2 separate regions of the Mus musculus genome follow, and region 1 is linked to region 2. The links are chromatin contacts, called in public Hi-C maps. All regions are on one chromosome and are shown on one strand. Each heading gives the region's core, a stretch centred on a gene start, on an enhancer-like site or on the middle of the called end of the contact. The rest is flanking DNA. Distances are from core to core; before and after follow the strand shown.

The links. A called contact is a pair of places that touch in the nucleus more often than the background predicts.
Region 1: a contact with region 2 is called in a Hi-C map of embryonic stem cells, with 4 times the contacts expected there. The contact joins the promoter of Pnpla5 here to the promoter of Mpped1 in region 2. A contact is called at or near these places in 4 of 39 promoter capture datasets (cranial neural crest, embryonic stem cells, liver and 1 more) and 2 of 484 Hi-C or Micro-C datasets (embryonic stem cells and nephron progenitors).

The regions. Positions count from the first base shown.
Region 1 is chr15:84,121,475-84,126,260 of GRCm38.p6, reverse strand. It overlaps Pnpla5 (patatin-like phospholipase domain containing 5), which reads left to right and starts at 3,086. Exons shown (of 10, transcript NM_029427.1): 1 at 3,086-3,340; 2 at 3,674-3,906. The coding sequence starts at 3,148.
Region 2 is chr15:83,777,016-83,781,982 of GRCm38.p6, reverse strand. It overlaps Mpped1 (metallophosphoesterase domain containing 1), which reads right to left and starts at 1,960. Exons shown (of 7, transcript NM_172610.3): 1 at 1,876-1,960.

The sequences.
Region 1 (4,786 bases), core at 1,837-4,336, 340 kb before region 2:
AATACTACAGCCTGTTTCGCAGGATCAAGGCATGCTTTTTTTTTTCTGTTTGTTTTAAGAAAGGCTTGCCTAGCACTCAGTATGGCCTTGAACTCGCAGCAGTCCTCCTGCTTCAGCTTCCCAAGTGCCAGGATGACAGGAGCGCCCCACCTTGCCCAGCGGAGAAGCGCTCCTTATATACCCACATTAGAGCATTCAGGATGCATCCATACATCAGCCATCGGCACAGCCCTGTGATGTGATCGCAGCTTGGACAGTACACTCTGACTGTCGCAATGGTGTCCTTTCTGACGCCTCCTCCACGCCTCCATTAGATAGGCCACAAAGATACCATAGTCTGCAAGATTTGGCCGGCTAGGTGATGTAACCATATTTTTATCTAGGATGTTTCTAATCTCTGAGGGTCCACTTGAGGTGTTAAGCAGACCTGAGTGGAACCCTCCTGGGCTGCACTCACTGATACTTCTCCCAGCTCCTTAGTCATTTGAATCTGTTCTTTATGACATCACCACCAGCATCTCCTGTCCCCCACTTTCTTTCCTTTCCTCACTTTCTCCCCCTCCTCCACCTTGCACCCCACAGTGCTCATGCTAGGCAGTCATTCCTGCACTGAGCTACAGCCTGGGTTCTCTTTGTCCTTTTTGTTTTGAGACAGGGTGTCACTAAGTCACAGAGGCTGATCATGTTCTGGCTCTGGAGCCCAACTGGGCCTTGAACCTGCAATCCTCCTGTCTCAGACTCTAGAGTATGCATCATTTTCTTGCATCTTTTTTTCTTTTGGGCAAAAGCAATGCTGCTAAGCTACATTACCTCAGTGGGGTTTCCCCCACCCATGAGCCACCCTTGCACATCTGCAAGCAGCCTCTCCTTTAGCAGGGAACTCAGGTTCCACGGTCCCCTCAGTTTCTTCTTTGTCACCCCAGTTAGCCTGGCTTATGGGCTCTCCTGTATTCCTCGTCTAGGTTTCTGCTCCTCCATTTGTTAAAAAAAAAATGGGGCTGGTATTATTTATTATCTCTCAGGGCTGTGGTAGAAACGAGACTGTATTACCAAGAAGGCCTCAGCCTAAAGCCAGGGAAAAATGTATGAGTAAGGAATGAAAGATGGCAGACAGGGGGGGAAATGGGGTGGAAAGAGCCCCTCACTCCAGAATCGGACCACGAGCCACTAATAGCCAAATTACCTCCAAAGCAGGTGTTCATCTTCCTGAAGTTCAGCTGGCGAAGGTGCCTCCCACCAGGCCTTGCAACCCGAGTTCCATCCTTCAGACCCACATGTGGAGGGGATTGAACCAACTCCTTACCACAGACGGTCTTTTCAGAAGCACATGTGTACCATAGTACACGCACCCATACATATACACACAGACACAGACATAGTCACAGACACACTCACACGCGTGCACACACACACACACAAATTAAACGCTTTAAAAAACTGCCCCCCTCCTTGCTTTCTGTGCACACTGTCCTCTTCTTCCACGACTCTGTCTCAACACTTAATAAACTCACTAATCCGGTTCATTCTATCTGGTTCTGAAATGCTTGTTGTGGTGAAATCAGGACTTGGCTTTATCTGCGAGGAGTCCCTAAACAGGAAGGAACCTCTTCAGGCTGCTGGCAGGTGACACCACCACAGCCACAGTGTACAGTTGCAAAGGTGTGTCCTTAACCTCTGCCCTCCAGCCCCACCTGATCCTTGGTTTCTTTTCTTTTTCTTTTTTTCTTTTTGGTTTTTCAAGACAGGGTTTCTCTGTATAGCCCTGGCTGTCCTGGAATTCACTTTGTAGATCAGGCTGGCCTCGAATTAGAAATCTGCCTGCCTCTGTCTCCCAAGTGCTGGGATTAAAGGCGTGCGCCACCACTGCCTGACCCACCTGGTCCTCAGACTCTCACCTGGAAACCAGCTTCCAGGTGCTCCTTCCAGGTGGCTACATCACATTGCCCTGCAGAGGACTTACGGGCATAGGCCTGCTGCCCCCTCCTGGCTGCTGGAATGGGGCTGGTGCAGGGAGCCCCTGAATGGAGCTTAAGCCTAGCTCAGCCACAAAGCACCCACCTGTTGTCAGCCCCTGGGTACAGTGAGGTCTCCTTCCACCTCCCATCACCGGGGACTCCCCAGAGTCACGCCCTCTAGGACACTTCACCTGCGACCTTTCTAATAGTTACATTTATTATTTTTACACCACAGAGTGAGGTTTGCATTTAAGTTGCAATGTGTTTATCTTAGTGTGTGTGGGCGGTGTATGTGTGGAGGTCAGAGAACAACCTACAGGAGCCAGTACTTTGCTTTGGCCATGGATATGGGGGGGGGTAGAACTGGGGTGGTCAGGGTTGGTTGCGCTGTTATCGGATGAGCCACGTGGCTGGAAGGCGAGCCTGTAGGGGGGATGTTTGCACCAGGCAGCATGCAGTGTGATGCTCTCTTTCCTTATTGGTTACTTGCAAGAGTCTCCCATGCTCAGTGTGTGTCCCGCTGAGTTCCACTCACCCCACTTCTTTACTGGAGTCCTCTTTGCTCACTACCCCACATACTGCTGCTATCTTCCTCTTCTTGGCATCCTGGGGTGCACTTCATTTCCCCTGACCCTCATGGCATGTCTGGCTTGACTTCCCCATGATGACTTGGCTGTGTAGCACCTATCATCTCACCTGCTCAGAAATATACATTTGAGAGCCTGGTCCATGCCAGGCGACTTCCCATCGTGACTGCAGAGAGGAGAGATCTTGTGTGTTTGAAGGCACTGTTCTATAGCAACCTTTCCTTGCAGAGCCTAGATCCCAGGCCTCTCACCTCCCACTTACGGTGCTGGTCCTTGACCTCTGGCCTGAAGATTAGGTGCAGTCCTTCCTGATTGTGCCTCTTTCCCTCTTTCAAAATGCAGACACCTGGAGGTTAGGTGAGTGTAATTGGGAATCGTGTAGGCTTGTAATGTAATGCCTGGTGTACACGTGGAGAGGGTGGCTGCACCAACCCCTCACTTGCTAGGGCCACAGCTGACAGCCTAGGGCGGAGCCACTCTGCTCAGCCTCCCGGAGCTCCATCCCCATCCCGGCTTAGTCCCATCACATTGGGGCCCTAGTGCACAGTTCCTTCCTTTGAGCTCCAGCTGAGGAGTCTGCAGCCCCGCGTCCCAAGCACCCTATTATGGACTTCCTGGAGGCAGAGGGAGGTTGGAACCTGTCCTTCTCAGGCTCTGGCTACATGGGCCTCTACCACGTGGGTGTCACCCAGTGTCTGCGACAGCGAGCGCCTCGCCTCATCCAGGGTGCCCGCCGCTTCTATGGCTCCTCCTCAGGGGCACTCAATGCCATGGCCATTGTCTTTGGCAAGTCTGCAGGTACTTAGGAAGTTCTCAGGGTCTAAGGACTCCCGAAGGGCGCTGAGGGATGTGTCCCTGGGGCTTTACAGCCTTTGAATCTGAGGACCCCTGCAGTCACTTCTATCTCTAAAGATGGGATCCTGGCTTTAGATTTGGGGTACTACCCCTAAGGTGTTTTGGTTTTGTTTTTGTTTTGTTTTGTTTTTGAGAGTTTTGGTTACCAGGACTGGGCAGAGATGTTAAAGAACTGATTCCCAGGCATCCCTGAGAGAAGTGGACTTTTGGTGGGTACGGGTGGCCCTCAGTGGTCCCAGGTCACTGAGGTCTTACTTAGTTCCCACTGCCCTGCAGACTTTGCCTGCTCCAATCTCCTGGACTTGGTGAAACTTGTGGAGCGGCTGAGCCTGGGCATCTTCCATCCGGCCTACGGACCCGCTGAACACATCAGGAAAAAGCTGTATGAAAATCTTCCTGACAACTGCCATATTCTAGCCTCCCAGAGGCTGGGCATCTCCATGACCCGATGGCCTGATGGCAAGAATTTCATAGTCACCGATTTTGCCACTCGGGATGAATTCATCCAGGTGAGCCAGTTGGGACCTGGGGCTTGGGGAACACAGTCCACATAATAATAGACTGAGTCTAGGGGTGTGTGTGTGTGTGTTTGTGTGTGTGTGTGTGTGTGTGTGTAGAGGGGGAGGAGCAGTAGCTAGACTGTATCCAAGACTGGCCTGAGTCCAAGGCTCTGTAGAGGCTGAGGTGGAGAGGAACCCGAGGTGCTGTCAGACCTGGGGTAGACTGAGGAGCTTTCACAGTCAGGACCTCTAAGGCTGCTCGGTCCACAGGTGTCTGCCCTGTCCTGCTCACCCCTCTTTCCTAAGCGTTTTCTGATTGCCAGAGCAAACTGTTTCCTGAGAGCATCTAATATGTGTGGGCACTGCTGTATGCTGCGGGGTTTTGCCAGGCTTGGGCACATCTGAAACACCTTACCTTCTCAGGGCTTATACCTACTGAGCCTACCTCCTGGGAAGGGATTGGGAAAGGGCCTATGTGAAATTCAACCAAGAGAATAAGGCAGGGAAGGAATGAAGCCTTTCTGACTTGATAGGTTTAGGGGGTAAGGAAAGTGGGGCCAAAGTTCTGAAGGAATATGGGTCTCCATACTGGAAGGCCTCAACTCCTTGTGTAGAGTCCTGGAGTCCCTCAGCGTAGCTCTGCCCACCCTTCCTGTCATGGCATCTGTCCCATCTGCTCCTGATGCTGAGGTCCAGATAGACTCATTCTCATCTTGGTGCCTTGTCCCCGACTCTAGGACAGTCTGACTCAGGAGGGCCCCTGTCTACTGGAACATAGGTGTTTGGTTGTCAGTGTGTACCTGAGGGGGTGTCACTTGCTGTGGGCTGATGCTCAGGGAGGCACTTCAGAGCTGTCCTGGTGTGTTCACCTGGACAAGGTGCTCAGCGA
Region 2 (4,967 bases), core at 711-3,210:
CAAACTGGGCCCTTGGAGAAATGCTCTCATTTGCCGTCTCCTGCATAAGCCTAGACCTGGTCCAGTGGTGCCTAAATTTGAGGCATCAGTCTGGGTGAGAGTGAGCATCCGTAAACACCACACCACACAGGGCTCACACCTCAGCTGCGTCACGCACACACCTCACTCGGAGCCGACCCTCATCAACGTGAAGGAATCTAATTCACTCTCCAGATCTTCCCAAATTCCTTGGGCTGAGGAGCAGAATCAGAAGGCATCCCTACTCGGAACCATTTCCAAACACACCGATCATAGATGTTCAAGACTAAAACGTCGTCTTTTGAGCGGCCGTGAGCCAATTAACACTGTTCCAACTCTCAGAGAAATTGGAAGAGACACAACCATTTCACTGAAATCCATCTTGAGCAAAAGGGGATTTTATAAGTGTTGAGGGGCTGCCACTCGGAAAGCCAATTTGCAGGGAGACGGGTGGTGCGCAGATTAGTATGCATGCTCCCACAGAGCAGTCCCCTGCAGACTGCGCCTCGACTCATTCCAGACGCCTCCCTGTGACCACCAGCTCCAAAGCCTGGTGTTCTCCTCTGCCTGGGTACCCTACCCAGATGGTCTCCTAATGCCTTGGCTTCTAGCTGAGATGGAGCAGTCACCCCAAAGCCTGTCCAGACTCCCCCCAAGGCATTTTTAGTCATGTGCCAAATACTACTGAAGTTGTTTTAATTTTCCTTTGGCCAAGGCTAGTTGGGGTGTTAATATGGTTAGTGACTGATCCCCACCCCCAACACCCCCCTAATGTAGCTGATCCCTGCTAGCAAGTCTGCCACAACCATTCATAAACCGGCAAGGAGCCCAACCATTCAATGGTGCCTCACTTTTGTTCGCCGGGTTTAATTTTATAATTGTTAACAGTTCGTTCTCCTCCCAGCCATTCAGGGGAAGAAGTGGGGGGGGGGAGGGCTGCAATTCTGAAAGGATGCTGAAGGAGAGGGGACAGTCCAGTAGTGAGGAGGAGACAATCCTGCCAGACTAGCTGGACATCCAGGTCCAATGTGCTCTGTGTCCTGACCTCAATGAACCACTGAGCCTGGGCCCAGAGGGTCAAGAGAGGATGGAGTCTCCAACCCCTAAGACTGGCCTCCTAGTCTCTTTCACATAACATCACTCCTCTGCCCCTGCCTAAACCCAGGAAGGCTGTGTTTGAATTCTCTCTCCCGTAGCATGTCCCAAAATAAACACACAGAGGCACCTTTCGGCTTGGGCACTCCATGAAATACTGTCCTGAAGGACTGGGTGCTGTCTGATTAGTCACTGAAGCCTCTGAGGGGGCACAGCAGAGAGCAGTAAGTGTGTTGAATGAGTGAAGGAAGGATGATGGATTGATAGATGGGTGGATGAATGGACGACACATGGGTGTTAGTGAAGTTCCCGGCAATACCCAGCAAAAGTAGCCACTTGACCAGCATCCGTCCCCTTCTCACCCCTCACCTCCAAGTGTCAGCAGAGGCTGGCAGCACACAGTAGGCTCTCCACAACAGGAGGTGGCTATTGTTACCACCCCCATCATCACTTGCACCCCACCAGCCCTCTCCTCCCACCGGCTACTCCAACAGCAGTCAGCGGCAGTCGACCAGCCTGGGAAAAGTTTCGCTGACCGCGCGGCCCCGGCCGAGCCCCCTCCCGCCAGCCCCGGCCCCGCTGGCTGCGCAGCGGCGGTAGCCGACCCGGGGCCGCGCGCCCGGGGCAAGGCAGAGGCGGCCAAAGTAACTTTACGGGCGCCGCGGGGCCCCCCGGGTGCGGGGACAGGGTCCCAGCCGCGCCCCCTCCGGCCCGCCGCCCGCGCCCAGCCCCGCTCGCACTCCCGGCCCGGCCGGGTCCTACCTGGCCCCGGGCTCCTCTTCGGCGGCCGCGAGCAGCAGCGCGCGCGGAGGGCGGCGGGGGCCCGGCTCCCGCGAGGGCGGCGCGCAGGGGCGGGGGCCTCTGCGCCGCGCGGCCGAGGCTGCGAGTGGGAGCCAGACTCCTCCTTCGCGGGGCGGGGGGCTCCCCGCGCCCCCTCCCCCTCCCCCGCCCGGCTCCGCGCCGCCCCGGCCCCGCGCGCCGCCGCGCCGCTCCGCCCGCGCGCCCGGGCCCCGCAGGAGCGCGATCGCGGCCTCGGGCCCCGGCCCCGCGCGCCCTCCCGCCCGGGTCCCGGCCGCCCCGGCCGCGCCTGGGGCCTCGGCGCCCTCCCGGGCCGGGAGCCCGCATCCCGCCGCTCAGGGGCCGCCCCGCGCCCTCTCCACGCAGCCCCTAGCCCCGGCCGCCGAGCGCCTGGAGAGGGGAGCGGGGCGGGGCGCCCTCACCTCCGGAGCCGCGCGCCGCGCTAGGCACCGCGTGCAGGGGCATGCGTGGCTCCTTCTCGGTGCCCGGGCACCCGCTCCGCGGTTAGGACCCCAACCTGGGGCCACCGGGGTCTCTGTCCATAGAGAGATGCGGACACCTCCCCCTCCCTCAACTGGATCAGGCCAGGGTCCTCTTGTTGAGCCCCTTCTGACTCCCGGTCTCCCAGCCTGGTCTCCTGGGTGGCCCACAGTGGCCTCACCTAGAAACCCAGTACGGGCAGGTAAGCCAGTCTGGAAGGCAGAGGACCTAGTGCTAGGTTTCCAGGAGGCCCTGTCCCGGGAGGCAGAGAGAATGAGACATAGAGGTCTCTCCAGTGCAAAGTTTGAGAGGCCAAAGACCCCCGACCCCTGACCAGGATAAAAAGGAGTCCACAGGGCCTAGCTCTGTCCTGGGCCTCTCCCCACAATGGAACTTAGGAGGGAAGTCCACCCAACATCCCTTAACCAGTATTTGTGGGTTCTACTTGCTTATCACAGAGCCTACCATCTCTCTCAGATGATTAGGGTCAGACCCGCAAGGGCACCTCAGTTGGCACTTGGGGCTTGGGTTGCTCTGAAGGAGAACCCAGTCTTGTGAGAGAGGCAGAGGGAGATATGGCACGTGTGGGAAGAGGGGACAGCCACCTGGGGTGGCTTCCTGAAAGTGGAGATGCTACATGGGGTAAGATCATGCCCAGGCTGGGGAAAAAAACCCTTCTAGATAGAGGCTGGTACAGGCCAGGGTCCTGGGCAGGGTGGGATGCTGAGGCTCTGTGGAGCTAGAAGAAAAAGAAATGGAGGTAAGGTTCTTGGGCGCTTGGCTAAGCCCATGGAGTTTGCTAGGGTGTTAGGGAGCCGTTGAAGGTTATGGCCAGGCCTTGCTATGACCAAGCTTGTGCTTTGAGAGAACTCATTCCAGCATCCCAGACAGGGAGTAGGTCTGGTTAGGAAGAGGCTAAGGAGGAGAAACTGATGGTGCAGAGCTCTCTCCCAGTGGGACCCCATAACTCACCCTGTAGACCCTTCCCTCCTAAGACTACAACACCACTTTGTGCTTCAGAGAACATCCCTGCCTACCTGAGAGACAAGGCTGCAGCTCAGGACATCAGCAGGCTCTCCCTGCTGCCTGCCAAGAACAATGGCACAGCTGGGCATGGCCTTTAGGGGACAAGAGCAGAGACAGAAGACATTCTTGTGACTGTTGTCCCCCCAAAGGCTGGATTTCTCCCAGAGCTCAGTTCCCAGAATACCATCTCTTACTGTGCATCTATTGAGCACCCACTGTATGCCTGGCACTCAGCCTGTTTGGAACCAAGTGTGAGCTTGCCACCAAGAACCCGTCATCACCTGCATCACCTCAGACCCAGGCACTCAGCTTGAACACACCCTGCCTTAGGTAACCTCCACTCCTCTCCTGGTCCAGGCTGAACCAGGAGAGGAGTCCTGGTCAGGCCCTAGGATCGGATGCTGTATCAACAGGGTCTACTAATTATTAGTGAATGGCTCTAAATGATGCAGGGATGAGGATCATGGAGTGGGCAGGACAGACTCGCTCCTAAGTGAGCAGCCCATCTGGGCAGACAGCAGCAGACATTCTGCGTAATAGAAAACTAACACTTGTTAGTCTTGTTCATGGAGAGTGATAAGAAACAGCACCGGATCCCCACTGCTGAACCAGCCAGGGAGGTTCCTTCTGAAGGGAATCATTTTCTAGGTGCCTACTGTGTGCTGGAGACCCAAGGAGAGGAAAGAAAACGAAGGTAGACTCCACCCCACTCAGTAACCTCCTGTCTCTTTCTGCTAGCCTCAGTCTGTCTAGATCCTGATGCTGTGACACAGGCCTCATCTGAGACGTCCATGCTCAGAGGCCAAGAATGAAAGGGCACTCATAGCCATGGAGTCCTGACCCTCCCCCTCCCTGTGCCTAGTTCACTGTGCCGTGACCACTCCCCAACTCCTGAAATAAGCCTTGGACTCAGAACTTTGATCTCTCTGTCAGTGCAGTTGATCGACGGACTCTACCTCGATGACAGTGCACTTGGCAGGCAGTTGTCACCTAACCCTGTCACAGTTGCTGCACCATAAGCTTTAGGTACCAAGTATGGGGATCTAAATTCTAACCTCGGATTTTTGCTAACTTGTCTGGGACCTTGGGTATTCTGCTGTTTCTCTAAATCTCCATGTTCTCATCTTGAGGAGGAAGGGCTATGGCAGAGAACTGGACAAAGTAGGGGAAAGACCCTGGGGGCTCCCTGTAGTCATCTTTAGGTAGAATTTCATGGTGAGCCAGCTAGACGTCTCAGCTGGGAACAGTGTTTGCTGCTAAGCCCAAGGACCCGCGTGGTGGGCAGAAGGAGAGAACTGATCCCCACAAGTCATCTCTGACTTCCACATATGCACTGTGGTGCACACACGTACTAGACAGATAGATTAGATAGGTAATAGATAGATGATAGAAAGACTAGATAGATTAGATAGGTAATAGATAGATGATAGAAAGACTAGATAGATGATAGACAGCCAGACATAGGATTGCATCAGGCCACAGGAGTCCCCTCAATACCATAGTACTAACCTCATGTGACCCATGTAAAGCTAGGTGAGAAGTAGCTGGGT